Linked DNA regions of Mus musculus: region 2 is linked to region 1. The links are chromatin contacts, called in public Hi-C maps. All regions are on one chromosome and are shown on one strand. Each heading gives the region's core, a stretch centred on a gene start, on an enhancer-like site or on the middle of the called end of the contact. The rest is flanking DNA. Distances are from core to core; before and after follow the strand shown. Region 1 holds the start of Gm51462 (a long non-coding RNA gene). Region 2 has its middle 15 kb from the start of Gm34079.

Region 1 (7,126 bases), core at 2,236-4,735:
CATGGGTGGTGAAGGCAGCACCCTGTTACTCCACATAGAGACCTTTCAAAAGCCATTACCCCCAAGGAAGCAATTCTTACTGTGTGGGGTGGGGGTCAGGGAGAGCCAGCCACCAGATATCAAAGCAGACACAAGACAGGAAGAAAAGGAAGTATTTCCACATACCATGCTTCCGTTTCCTGCCTTGGAGTTGCTCCGGTCAGCCTGGCTGGGTGGCCCTTCCTGTCCTTTTCTAAATCTCAAGCCTGTCTGTGTCTCCTGTTACCCTGTTTGCCGATACCACAGACTTCCTTTGAGTAGAAACAAAAGTCACATCAGTTTGGGTGGTTGACAGGGGCCATTCGAAGATATATCTGTTGCACTTAACACACAAACGGGGCCAAACTGAGGGCTAGGTAAAGGCTCAAAACATTCAACTGGAAATGACACCCTGCCCTGGAACACGAATGTCAACAGGCAAGTCACCTCACAACATTCATTTCCCAGGATTCCAAACGCTCCACACTCAGTGACCAGTTATTGCCTCAGACACAGCCCATGCCACTTGGAAAGGCCAAGATATTCAGGAGGCCACAGTGTCACAAGCCAACAGGAAACACAGAGGCTGTATCATTGTCATAATCTCTTTGTTCTGAAAAATTAAACTCAGGAAGAGAAAACTCCGATTCAAACAGATCACTTCTGAACCCTGAAGAGGACCTGCTCTGTGAATTCTTTCAAAGGTCATTTTAATAATCCAAACCAGCCACATAACCAAGAAAGTATTCTAGCCTAGAGCAGTTGAAAACACCCCCCACCCCAGGTAGACGCTGGTTTGGGGAATGGGTAAGGCATATACTTTTAGAGCCTCAATTCCAGATAATGGGATGTTTCTGTTTGTCCCTTCATGGCACACTAGCTGTGGGTCTTTTACTGGACACAATCACCCTACATCAAGTTGAATAAATCATAAACACAACACAAAAGAAACTCATAGATGAACAGGGAGGATGCTTCACTACACAACTACATCAAAGGCAGGAATGTAGCTACCAGATCAAGGACAAACAGCTAGGAGAGAACAGAAGAGAGAGGCGGCCTGTCTTCCAAGGATAAAGTCATCCCAGTAGGTTTGGTCCATGTCCTCAGATTCCCTTTCTTGAGGTTTCCACATTAATAGTTGCCTTGGCCACCCTCGTTCTCACCTCCTCAGAGTGGCGAGAGAGCTCAGGTAATCCCTAGAACCACTCACATTCAAATGTGAAGGGTCAGTATCAGCCAATTGGAGAACTAAAACTAAATCAGGAACTCAAGGAAAGACACACTCAGAGGAACCAGAGATGCCCACTGGAGCACCTGGATGGGGCAGTTCTTCACGGTCAGCATTTCAGGGGCGGGAGGGACAGCACAGCCCCTCACTGAGCAGAGGTGGAAATCCCAGCTCTGAGCTTTCTTACACTTGTGATGTCTGTGAAGATTCTGCTGGGGGATGAAATGGGATCCTACTTGTGAAGATTCCCAGGCACATCCGTTGTTCATAGTACCAAGGGGCCATTCAGAAACACAGGTGACCAGAATGTAGCTTCCTCTTCGGTATCATCAGCACCAGTGAGGTTCAGGCAGGACCTTGCCTGGACTATTTAGAGGTTGGTATATGCAGAGAAAGCCACCCCACTCAGTCTCCAGAGTACCCCAAAGCCATCATGCAAGTGTCTCTGGTCTCCAGGGGTGTTGATCATCAGTCTCCTAACATAATATAGCACTTTATTCGTGTGCCTTCTAGAATTGTCCCTGGAGGCTTTGGCCTCCATTCAACACACTACCTGACACCCAACTCTTTACTTCAGGAGCTATACGGGACATGGAGTTCCCATGTAATTAGCTCAAAATTAATTTAGCCACAATGGCTTATTATTAGATTTAATTATAAATGAAATGATTCACCAGGGATGTTTTACTTTGTAAACAAGCACCTTGGAGTCGACGGGGAATTTAGATTTTTTTTCCCTCTCTCTCTTTCTTTCTAGTCTCTAATCACTGAAAGGTCTTTCACAAAATGGTGACCACAACCCCACCCCACCCCCAAAGTCATTTGGATATAGCTTTGAAGGCGAGTCCTTTGGTGTTCTGGCCTGGGATGAGATATTCAGTTCCTGAGCAGCCTGCTGGGTGAGAGAAGGTGCTCTTTGCTGAAATTAACACAGTGTCCAAAACCATCCCGTCCTTTCTCATGATCTCAGGCACTCATGGGGCTAAAGCAGCTGCTGAAGTTACAGAGTTTAAAAAACAAGGTGGGGGTGGTCCAGGCTACGGAGTTCCCCCAAGCCCCTCGCAGGTGATATATCTCAGCCTAAGAGGATACCACAGGAGTGCTAGACAAGGATGATCACAATCTATGTTTTCCATTTAAATGCTTAAGGTGCAATAAAACAGAAAGCACCCATTACCATTGTGATTTCATGGCAATATACACACATCTGAGTTAAAGGCAGGTCATTTGGAAGGAAATTATACACATTTTTGGAAAGTAAACTTTAAGGTAAGTGAAAGCTAAACAAGGAACTATAGGGCTGGCTCTGTGGACAAAGTGCTTTGCCGGACAGGCATGGGGACTGAGTTTGAATCTTCAGGACCCATATAAAAGAAACCAGATGTGGCTGGGAACACCTGTAATCCCAGCACTGGGCAGCCAGAATCAAGGTGTTAGGGAGGGTTGGGGCAGGACTATGGTTGGAGACAGGTAGATCTCCACAGCTTACTGGTCAGTCTATCCAGCCAATCAGGGCGCAGCAAGTTCAGCAAGAGACTGTCAAAACAAAAACAAAAAAAAAAACAAAACAAACAAACAACAACAACAAAAACAAGGAGAGGCATGGTAGAGGAAGACACCTATATCAACCTATGGCCTCTACACACATCTACTAGCACCTGCATGCACGTGTGTGTGTGTGTGTGTATGTGTGTGTGTGTGTACGCGCCTGCACTCACACAAGTGGGACATGCTGTTATATTCTTGTCATCTCAGCATTTGGAAGGCTGAAGATAGGAGGATCTTGTGTTAGAAGCTAGCCTGGGCCATATAGTGTGTTCAAGGCCCACGTGAGCTATGTGAGATCCTGTCTCAATAAAACAAGACAGTACAACAACAACAACAACATGACATGTGACAAGAGCCATGATTAATGCATGAGAGATGGTGTCTCAGAGCCCAGCTCCGTGGTAAGAGAGAGGTTGGCAGCTCGCTGAGGAGTGTCACCTACAACCTTAGTAGAACTTTTGGGTCTCTGCCTCATTCCAGGGCTCCTCGGGTAGAACTGGCATTTTAATCTCGTTCTTAGGAGGTTGTCGGAACCTTTAGAATTTCAGAAAGTTGTCTAAGAAAACCCTGGGGCAGAATCCCCTGGCATGACTTAGATTGCCTAACAACATAAAGCACCTAGCTGAGTTCACACTGACAAAACCCGGTAACGTCTTGATGATCTGTGCCGGGTTTCCACTATGTCAGGGGCTAGGCCACCCCAGTGACCTTCCTTTTCCTGTGTAAAAGCATGACCTCATTTGGCCCTAGAGCAGAGCCCAGGAAGTCTTGCCTGTGTGTAGATGAAGGAGTGCAGGGCAGAAGCAGGCTTGGATGGCTTGGGATGGCTTCCCGGCAACTCATGGCTGAGCCTAAAGAGAATGTTGGAAGGACCTGCAGAGAGGCTGCCAGCTGCAGGGGCCAGAAGATAAGAGTGTTAATTTAGCTTGGCTGCCATCCAGTAAGCTGAGCAAAGCGAGGCCTACAAGCTCAGGGTAAAAATAAATAAATAAATAAATAAAAATAAGTTGGCAGCTGTTTCGGCTCCCTTTGTAACACTAGCTACACGGATCCCGCACATCTCCAGTGCCCGTTAGGCACTATGTCAGAAACCTGGAGTGGTTGTTCCCCTGTCCCTCAGCAAAACCCCGGCAGGTTCATGTTCTCACCTCCATTTCATGGGGAGGGTGAAGTGGCTCTGGCCATCGTGAGTTGCCTGTGGCCACTCAGTCCTCGGCTCACCCCCACCATTTTCTGCAGCCTTAAGCAGGAAGTGGAAATAGGCTGGCTGTTTTTAAAGCTCCATCAGGACCAAACCCTAGCAGATGCTGGGTTTAAAGACTGCTCCTGTATCCTAACACAGGGTTTCAGAAAGGAGAGCAGTGTCTTCCTCGCTCTCAGCTTGCAGACACTGTCTCCTCAACCCTCTCCACACTGGTGCAGACAAGAGTCACTGTTAGCCACGTGGCAGACTGAGAGACTAAGCAAGTTGCCAAAACACTCATCTTAAGACTTGTGCACCTGTGACAAATAGCCCACGTGGTTGCCCTTCTCTGAGCTGCCAGAAAAGATGTAATGGGGTCACACAATGCACCTGATACATGGCAGAGCCTCAGTACAGGAACTCTGACCTCTCTCTCCCTTTCTCCTCCTCCCCCCACCCCCTTCCTGTCTCTCTCTGAATGGGCCTGGACACTCCGCTCAGTTTCTTCCATGCGTCCCAGAGACACCTGAAGAGAGCAAGACAAACTGTCCAAATTGGAAAGGATTCTCCTGCTGACAAAGGAGTTGGAGAATTTTTCCCTTAAATGCTGTGTCTCAACATCTTTAATCCATCCACATTAAAAAAAAAAAGCAACTATTTTGCATCCTTGCTTAATATTATTTGAAATTTCTAATGGAATTAAATACTATGATTCAAAGCCAAACAAATTATGTATATTTAATATGCTTCATGAAACAGTAACTACCCTTTGAGATTCTGATGCCAACAAAGACAGCCTGTCTGCTCCCAGTTGAGTCTTAATAGATGAAGCAACTGTCCGACTATGGTGACTGTGTATGGACAGGAAGCCAGACCTCCACTTGTTTCATGTACCTGGGACCCCAAAATGCACTGGACCCTGTGAAAAACATACACTCTCAATGCTCTCCCTGCATTGATAAGTAAAGGTGGACTCATCAAAACCTTACCTGCCTTTTGGACAAAGTGATTGGCCAGGAGGTGGGCACATCCCACATATGGACCAATCACAGAACCTTTCATCTATCCCGGGCTACAGGGGTTGGTTTAAGAGGTTCATCACTTTATCTCCACCTGCCTGGACTTTTGGAAATGTTGGTGCCTGGGGTAGTTAAGGAGGGGAAGAGGGTTCTACTCTAATCTGGAAACTACAGTGCTACCACATGGGGCATGGAGTGGTCTGAGACAATGAAACCCACACTCAAAGAGAGGCCCAGGTGGGAGCGGAGAAGGGGGAAGGACCGTCCAGGAAAGGCGTTGCTCTCGGCTTCTGTGGGCTCCATTGTCCCAGTGGATGGTGCCAACCTGTCTCCCTCGTGGCTTGGCTGCATGAAGCGATGGTTTCTCTTATTTTAGCTATGATTTGTTTAGTTAAGCTTTCCTTCCAACCCTCAGCCATGAACAGGAACAACCTGGCTAAACCGAGGATGGCATTGCTGTCCTGGGTAATTGGGTTTGATCGTCCCTGCACAACTATGGTTTCCTCCCTCGGCTGCTTCTCTCTCAGTCTTTCTATCCTTACACTTCTTTGGTTCGTTTAAAACACATCCTTTTGCCCACCAACCTCCTGAGTCGTGGGTGCCTTGGCTGCTAGTTGACACTTCTCACGTCTGTTTTTTTGGGGTTTTTGGTTTTTTTTTTTTTAATCTAGGAAACCAAGGTGCCCACATGTTCCCGCTCTCTGGGCTCTGTGATCTCTGCCTGCTAACCTGACTGGACTTGACCCAACGGAGGCACCCACTCTGGCCAGGTGTGCCTCGGTGTGTGGAAGAACTAAAGCCACAGACACCTTGACAAATGCACACAGGAAGCAGCCCCACTTCCTCAGAAGCTGCCCAAACGGCTGCAATACAATTTTAGCATCTGGATCTGCAAGCAAGTCGGGCCTGGTACATTTATAAAAATCACTGGCTGAAGAAATCAGATTCCAAAATCCCATCTGGGAGTTTCCCCCCGCCCCCCCCCCCCCGCCTCTCTTTAGTGCCACACGTGTTTAGGAAGAAGTCAATGGAAATCATCACATTTAATTTTAATTTACCCAGAGACATGAGACGTGATGAGTCCAAAAGACTCAGGTGACAAATGCAAGCTCATGCAGTCGGCTATTCTGTCAACCACGGAGCCGGGGAAGCAGGAATTTGAGTCCCATTTAGCTGCATCAGCTGAGCTGAGTTTGTAAATTCTTCAAGCATTTCTTCCCCCTATTCAGAAGTAGAGGCTGTAAAGTGTCGATTTGAAATGCAATACCATTGCTACACTGACCTCAGCCTACCTACCTCTGTGTATTTGCCCGAGTAGTTGGCGAGGGGTACGGTACTGCAGCCACAGTGCAATCACCAACTTTGAGTAGGGCTTCTTGGGTTCTGAAACGTCACAAACTGGGTTAAGGTTCCAGCTAGGCACATTGTGTTACGTTATGTAATGTTTATGGAAGTCTGAGAGAACAGCAACTGCTGCCAGTCACTGTCATTCAGGCCACAACCACCACATTTGAAAGGAAGAACTTACTGGACCACTGGCCATCCAAGAAGCATACAAGCTTCCCATTGTGTGGGCGCTCAACAAGCATGGATTCCTTCTGACTGTCCGCCGCCATTGGCACTTTTTGCTTCGCATAATTATGAAAATGAGTCTTAGAGCAATTTAAAAAACAAAACAAACTAACCAGAAAGGCAAACCAACTAATTTTCACTTTAAATAAAGGCAGATAGTAAGACTCTGTTTTCCACTATGGAGGAAGAGAGGAACCTCCATCTTGACATCTTTCCATTTAAACTCTTCTGTTCTTTATTGACTTAAAGAATGAAAAAAAATCTATTATCAGACCCCAAGGGTGAGAGCTCATGAATATATGCTTTTTGAAAATATATAATTTTGTGGTAAAATGGCCAAATAGTTTAAGGGGAGAGAAAAATATGGTCTTATGTAACACACACACACACATACACACACACACACAATTTTCACCAACTTTTCTATAAGGTTCACCAACTTTTCAATAAGGTCCATTCAGATGACTGGTTTTTGTAAGATGTGAAATTCTAACCCACCTATATACATCCGGATTCTATAAATACACACACCCAACATACTTTTAAAAGGCGCTT
Region 2 (7,299 bases), core at 4,570-7,069, 81 kb before region 1:
GCATGGCAGCATCCAGGCAGGCATGGTGCTAGAGAAGGGGCTGAGAGTTCTACATCTTAATCCACAGACAGCAAGGAGGGACTGTCTCACTGGCCATAGCTTGAGCATAGAAGTATATTTAGTATTGCCAGCATACTAGATGCACTTTTGCAGAAAAAGACACAATATTAATATTTTATCTTTTATATTGAATATCAAAATAATCTTAAGAGGATTACACTTCCTAATTTCAAAACTTGCTACAATGCAATAATCGCACAAAGATACACATGTAGATAATTAGGATAAAATTGAGATTCCAGAAATCAATCCCTACATTTATAATCAACTCAGATTTGTCAGTGGTTCCAAGATAGTTTGATGAGTGAATATATAGCCATTTTTAAAATATCAATAATACTGCAATAGTGGTCATATGTAACAGAATAAAATTAGACCCCCGACTCATACAATATCTAAAAAAAATTCTAAATGGACCATAGACTTCAATTTAGGAGCTCAAATAAAGCTCTTCGAAGAAAAATGAAAGAATAAACAAACCTTCATGCCATTGGGCTTCAGGGGTAATAAAAAAAGATGAATTCTACTTGATCAAAATTTAAAAATGCCTCAAATGACTACCAAGAAAGAAGGCTGCACACTGGGAAGCCACTCTGAGCCATATATCTGATGAGGGTCTATGTCCAGAATTACTCTGATTCAACAAGAGAGAAAAACTGCCCGCTAAAGGGACAAAAAATTTGAATGAATGTTTCCCAGAGAAGATTGGCTGTAAACATCCAAAACCAAGAGAAAAGAAGCTCACCATCAGAGCCATTCGGGAAGCAGTGAGAACCAGGAGCCACCACTTGGTCCTTACCATTTTCCTAAATGGTGAGCAATGATGTTGACAAGAAGGGTGGCGAGTGGCTCTGGCATCACTGCTGGTAGAATATACAGTCCTGCTTAATGTTTACAGGAAGTAGGCTCACCGTGCCTCCAATGGCTAACCGGAGACAATAGTGCGTGCTTTCCCTAACTACTCAAAAGTGGGCACAACTCTAATGTCTGTGGATGTGGCTCAATAAAGTGCAGTATCTCCACGTGGCGTGGCGTGGCGTGGTGTGTGGTGTGTGGTGTGGTGTGGTGTGGTGTGGTGTGGCGTGGCGTGTGGTGTGGTGTGGTGTGGTGTGGTGTGGTGTGGTGTGGTGTGGTGTAGTCCAGACATAAAAATGAATAAGCTACTAGCAGTGGGTACTAGCAGTGGATACAACATGGAGAGACCCTAAACACATTATTGCATAAAATGTAATGAAAAGAGTCAGATACACAAGTCCACAAGCTGCATGAGTCCAGTTTTAAGAAATGTCTAAAGTCTTCAAATCTATAGGGATAGAAAGTAGATTAATGGTTTCCAGGGGCTGGGGGATAGATGATGATTGATAATGGATATGGAATTGGGGGGCAGGAAAATGGTCTGGAATTAATGAACATCATATAACCTTGTAAATAAATACACTGGAGACCAATGAATTTTATCTCAGTTTAGTCAAACCTGGTGATGCAGCTTTGCCTTACGTGTCTGTTAATAAACATGGGCTATACCAACAGTCCTTGCAGAAGCTCTCGATAAAACTGCTGTCACCGTGGCTGGATGTGACGGGAGGAGGAACGGTGTTAGTGGCCCATCTAGGGTTTGTTCTCGTGGCTTGTGTTAACTAATGTCCATCACTATGACAAAGCACCTTCTGAGAAAAGAAAGGTAGAAGCCGAAAGCTGTATTGTAGCTCAGGGTCCCTGAGGTCTCAGCCCATGATCAGCAGCCTCTGTTGCTTTGGCGTGGGGTGAAGCAGGACACCGGGGCAGAAAGAGCGTGTGTGAGTGGGAGCGGCCGGGAGACCGAGCACCTAGGTCTGCATCCTCCAAAACACAAGCCTGGAGACTCGCCTCCTCCAGCTGGGGCTCTGCCTCAAATAGCCCATCGCACTATGGAGTCACTATTGTAGTGAAGGCCCCAAAGCTCTCCCTGAACATGAGACACTGTTGAACGGATGTGTTTAAGATGTGTGGGGAAGAATGAAGTCCTAAGAAGTCCTTTGAAGGAGTTGGAAATCCCACTTGCCTGTTGCCCACATCCCGGGGCTGTTTTGGTCCCATTCTTTATCTGGAACAAAGATGTATAGGGAGGGATTATTTACCAGAAAGCCTTATCTTTTCAGTAAAAATTATTAAATATTCACAATATTATCAAGTAGTCTCAAAATAAGCCAAGGCACTTTGTAATTCTCTGAAACTGGTAGAAGTTACTGTTAGATTCACAGGCCAAAGAGTTAGCCCCACTCTGTGAGAGCATGCAGACTCGGTGGTCAGAGCTGTCGTGATCTAAATAACGCACAGAGAGTTTTAAGTCTCCTTCGGTGTGTGCCGCTTGTTTTCAGGTGTCTGGGCTGTTAGGGAATCTTAGGAAAGCACAGATCCCTGTCCTGACATCATTAGTGTAAGCGACTACTTGAGAGAGCCTAAGAAAGCTGGTTGTGAGCTGCTCTTATAGCTCCACCGTTCAGGAAAGCAGCAGGCAGACCCCTACGAGGGAAGCCTGGTGCCTGGCTCAGGTTGGGAACAGTCTCAGTCCCATCGCCTTCTGGGAATTCTCAGTGCAGTGTTTATTCCCATCACTTCTAATTCAAATTAAAATGCCTTGCTGTGATTACAAAAGCAATTCTGTGGGCCAGAGCAGCCCATGAAGACAATGCCTAAGTTACCACCCCAGCATGTATGGTTACTATATCTTCTCTGTGTGTGTATGTGTATTTCATGTGTTTTTAAACCTAACTTTTGTTCTGTTATATTTGGAAATATCAGCTCCCCCACATTTTTGCTATGCTGTACCCATTCACTTAAGACGGCAAACAAGAGATTAATTCTTTAATAAGCAAGCATTGGATTGCTGCTGCTGTTTTAAACACGTCCATTTAGCTCTCTTCAAGCCGAGAAACCTTGGAAAATTGTATCCTTTTTTTATGTCAAATAAAATTTTTAGTAGAGCCATGCAATATGATTTAAGTCAGAGAATACTTGAGTTCCTGTGACCGCATGCCACTGCCATAGATCTCATCAAAGGTTTGTCAAAATCAGTTCTGCTTAGCGCATTGTTCAAGGGCAACAACAAAACTGTCCGCGACTGGATCCATTCAGCCTTTGATGCTAAATGCACTGTGTTGGTTTGCATCTGAAGCATGGCCAAAACAGGGTCTCTGAGAAATGGGAGGTGGGATCTAGTGAGAGTTGAGGCAAACAGCTTCGGAGAAGAGTTGTGTTAATGCCAAGGAGAAAAATGGCACCAACATCGGGACAGCAGCAGGAGGCTGGGGTGGGGGTGGGGAGGCTGCAGAAGAGCAGAGCATCCCATCCTTTTGGAACCTCGGTGGCCCAGGAGCTCTGCAGACAAGCAAGTGTGAAGAGATTGGAAGGAGGAGAGGAAGGTGTGGAGGCCTGGGAGACAGAACTACCACCGCTTAGCGCAAGCCTTAAAACTGAGTGTGGGCTTCCCAGTGTCCATGTCTCCTCGCTGTCTTTCGTATTAATGTTATACCCTGTGCTCAGTGGAAGAGAATCTAGTCATAAGGAAAGAACTGTGGTGAGCTGGGACCTCCAACACCACCAAGCCAGAGCCCAGGGATTCAGTGCTGGCTCTTTGCTGTCCTGGGCGCTGGGCACTCCTGCCAGCAGCTGAGATTGCCCTGGACTATCCAGGCTCGTGACGGTGATGACATTGGTGCTGTGAACAAGGTTAGGGTCCAGTGTCTAGACCGTACGTGAACTGCCCTCAGCTTACTCTATAGGAAGCTAAGCTAAGTGGATGATGGTGATTTGACAGCCCAATAAGGCAAGCCCAGAATCAAGGTACTGTACGCTACTTCAGAGGAGACGATGCATGGCCCTCTACAGAAATCCCCTGGGTTTGCCATATTTGGCAGAAGAAGAGTCATAAGAAATACTGAAACTCTGAAGACAAGCATAGAAACATGAGATTAAAGGACAGAGTCATCTGATACAACCAATATCAAAAGAGAGCAAGAAATAACTTGACTTCCACATGTGCCTGTGGCCACCTTCCGGAGTTGTCTTCACATGCCACCTTCCTCTGGGCCACTCTTGCCCAGTCCCTTATCTCTGCGGGGAATCTCACTGATGTGTCTCAATTGGCAAACCTATCTCAGAGGAGGTGGAACATTCCACAAATAGAACTCATCCCACCCCACCCACCCCGCCCCACCTCACCCTTGGGTTCCTTTCAGGATCCCTCTTGAGTCACTTTGCCAAGCCTGCCACATGCAAATGCAGACCATCTCCATAGATCTGTCCTCTGCTTCTGCTGGGCAAGGCCAGCGTTGCCGGTCAACAGTTGGAGAGCATTGACCTGGAACTGAGGCCAGAGTGCGCACTGCATTGTTCTCATTAGCAATATTGACATGTGACATAATTCTCGTCCCTCTTGTACAGAAAGGCCCTTCCAGAAAAACCCAAGAGTTTTACATGGAATGTTTCATGTGGTGGTCTTCACTAGAGCCTTTTTGAGAACATGCCGTCCAGTACCTCAGCTTCAAATGGCCACTGTAGCTGACAAGACAATGCTCACTCCCAAGCTTTGACTGTGAGGCTGCTTGCTTTCCGAACCTGCTGCTCCTTCCTAGCAAGATTGTCTGATGCTATTTGTACTTATACAAAAATTCTCCACCCAATGATATCCTGGCTCCTCTGAAACACACACACACACACACACACACACACACCCCAAATGCAGCTGAAGTCTGGGAAGAAGTCACACTCAGACCAGCAACGAAAAGGAAACTTAAAACCACCTAGGACTCACCACTCTGTACAACACTATAAGAACAAAACAAAACAAAACAAAACAAAACAAAACAAAACAAAACAAAACAAAAAGTCTTTCCTAAAGGTTTGTACTCAGGTGAACGCCTGGATATCTGCACTCGGAGGTAGAGATGAAGATTCTGATCCATGTTCATTATCCAGAGTTGAGGACTCTAATACATGTTCATTATCAGGAGTTGAAGCCAGACTCAGCTACATGTTCATTTAAAGATTCCTCCCTGCTCTGCTTAGGGAAAAAAAAATTGAGGGCATAAATAATGAATGAATGAATAACTAGCTGTCATGCTGATGTCGAGTCTAAGAAGCAAGCCACTGTACTCTCAGACTCAGGGAGCCTGCTCTCTAGCTGTTCTGGCCTATATAGAGGTTTAAGAATATCCAGACATGTATCTGTTACATGAAATAATCACCTTGGTCCTAAAAATACTCTCTTGCTACTAATTCAATTAAAAAAATGCAGTGGGAACGCTTAATGAAGCTTTCTAGGTGGTTAAAACTCTGCTGCCAGAAAAAAATCCTATTCTTAGAACCTCACAGTCAAATGGCAGGAAACAGAAGGTACACCCTCGGCAGAGAAGTGCCAGCTCTCGAGCACATCTTGTGAGACCTCACTGAGCAGAGCTGAGGCAGGGCAGCTGCACAGGGCTTTCGTGTATAGTGTTGTGCCCCTCGGGGAGAGGGCAATTGATGAGAGGCCAGATGCCCTTGGGACACTCAGGACTAGTTGAAACCATCCTACCCCACCTTGCTTTGATGATGCTGATGGATAAGATAAGTTTTCATTTTTCAGCACCTGGTGTTAACAAGGCAGACTTTACAGCATCAAAACAACAAAGGAAAAAAACCAAAACAACGTTTACAGATTGGCAGTGTATCAGGGAGCAGAGAGCAGCAAGGGAAGTGGGGAGATCTTACAACAGACACCAGCAGTGTGAAAAGATGACTTGCCTCAAAGCCAAGGGGAGACAGAGCGTGCCTTGGTGGGCTTTGTGGAGAGACCCACGGATGGGGCCAGGCTGGTGGGGGGAGTCGATGGAACAGAGCCCCTAGGAGGTGTCACCAAAACCAGCCCCCACCCACTCCTTTCTAGGGTCTCAGCCTCTTCTTCCTGCCGGGCACAAGTGTGAGGCAGGGCACACCTTGGAAGGCCAGTCTGTAATAATGAAGTCCCAATGCTAGAAGGAAGCCAATGCTTCCATGGCTTGAGCCAGCAAGCTGAGCTGTGTACACCGGAATGCCATCCCTCCTTAGCAGTCCTGAGAGAGTGTTGTGGGAACAGATACTTGCACCCACATTAGACAAAGAACATGGAGGAGTTGAAGCTAAAATTTCACAGCCTGATTGCAAGAGATTCAAGGTTAAATTTTACTCATTTACTCTGGGACTGGAGTGGGCTGTACTGAACTGGGGCCCATCCCCAAGGGAAAAACAGACTGACTGTAACAAAAACGGACCACGTGAATACAAGTTCCCAAGAAGGAGGAGGTGAGGGAGGCAGATGTGGCCAGAGAGTCTGAAGGATGCAAAGCCGTCAGACAGGAAACGGCCAGGGAGGAATGCTCCAGACAGAACTGTGTGGTGGGCAGCTCTGAGGTAAGCAGATGCTGGGTGTGTCCTGGGACTGAGGGAAGACAAGTATGACCAGACATGGTAAGAAATGGACCAAGTCTGGGCTAGAGAGATGGTTCAGCCGTTAAGGGCACCGATTGCTCTGGCAAAGGACCGAGGTTTGAGTCCCAGCACCCACATAGCAACTCTCAACTCTCAACCCCCGTTCACAGAATCCGACCCCCTCTTCTGGTTTCTATGGACAGGTCATGTGAGTGAGTCACATATACACACAGAGGTAAAACACCCATACACATTAAAGAAAATGATTTTTTAAAAGTTAGAGAAATCTGCAGAGTCAGGGGCAGTGAGGATATCCAACCACAGGCTAGACCTGCCAACACTGTGTGCCAAATATAGTAGAGGCTTGTGGGAATTCAAGAGATTACCCAAGATACAGGACCTTGGGGACAGGGCTACCCACAAGAAAACCTCACTTTTGGATAGCTCAAAAAGATCAGACATGTATGGATGAGCGAGGAAACGAGAAAGAAAGTCAAAGTAGAGACCTTGGCATCTAGCCCCTACACTCTCATGACTCCACAGTATGGTAGTAAGCTCTCTGGTACTATAACAAAACACCTTGAATAACCTACTTATGAAGGGGGGAAAGGGTTGTTTTTGTTCACAGTGTTGATGGTTGCAGCCTGATTGGCTGTCTCTGTTGCTTTGGCCATGTGGTGAGGCAGCGCACTATGGTGGGAACATATGATGGAACGAAGCTTCCCACCTCATGGACAGGAATCATGAGAATAGGAAGAAGCTGTTGGCCCGGAGTCCTCTCCAAGGGCATGTCCCCAGTGACCTAAGGACCTC

The links. Hi-C and Micro-C count contacts between places; a contact is called where the count stands out from the background.
Region 2: a contact with region 1 is called in a Hi-C map of double positive thymocytes, with 3 times the contacts expected there. The contact joins two enhancer-like sites. A contact is called at or near these places in 5 of 484 Hi-C or Micro-C datasets (B cells, DN3 thymocytes, Sertoli cells and 2 more) and 4 of 115 datasets of contacts at active chromatin or transcription factors (the 230-238 cell line, double positive thymocytes, memory CD8 T cells and 1 more).

What each region holds. Positions count from the first base shown.
Region 1 is chr7:67,418,405-67,425,530 of GRCm38.p6, reverse strand. Gm51462 (a long non-coding RNA gene) reads right to left here and starts at 6,372. Exons shown (of 2, transcript XR_003946700.1): 1 at 6,296-6,372; 2 at 6,032-6,220. Within about 2 kb of position 3,485, at least 35 of the 459 cell types and tissues checked have an H3K27ac peak or open chromatin away from gene starts, as enhancers often do. A contact at or near this core is called in double positive thymocytes and memory CD8 T cells, where this site is marked.
Region 2 is chr7:67,501,686-67,508,984 of GRCm38.p6, reverse strand. No RefSeq gene overlaps it. Among named protein-coding and RNA genes, the nearest start is that of Gm34079, 15 kb to the left of the region's middle. Within about 2 kb of position 5,819, at least 44 of the 459 cell types and tissues checked have an H3K27ac peak or open chromatin away from gene starts, as enhancers often do. A contact at or near this core is called in double positive thymocytes and memory CD8 T cells, where this site is marked.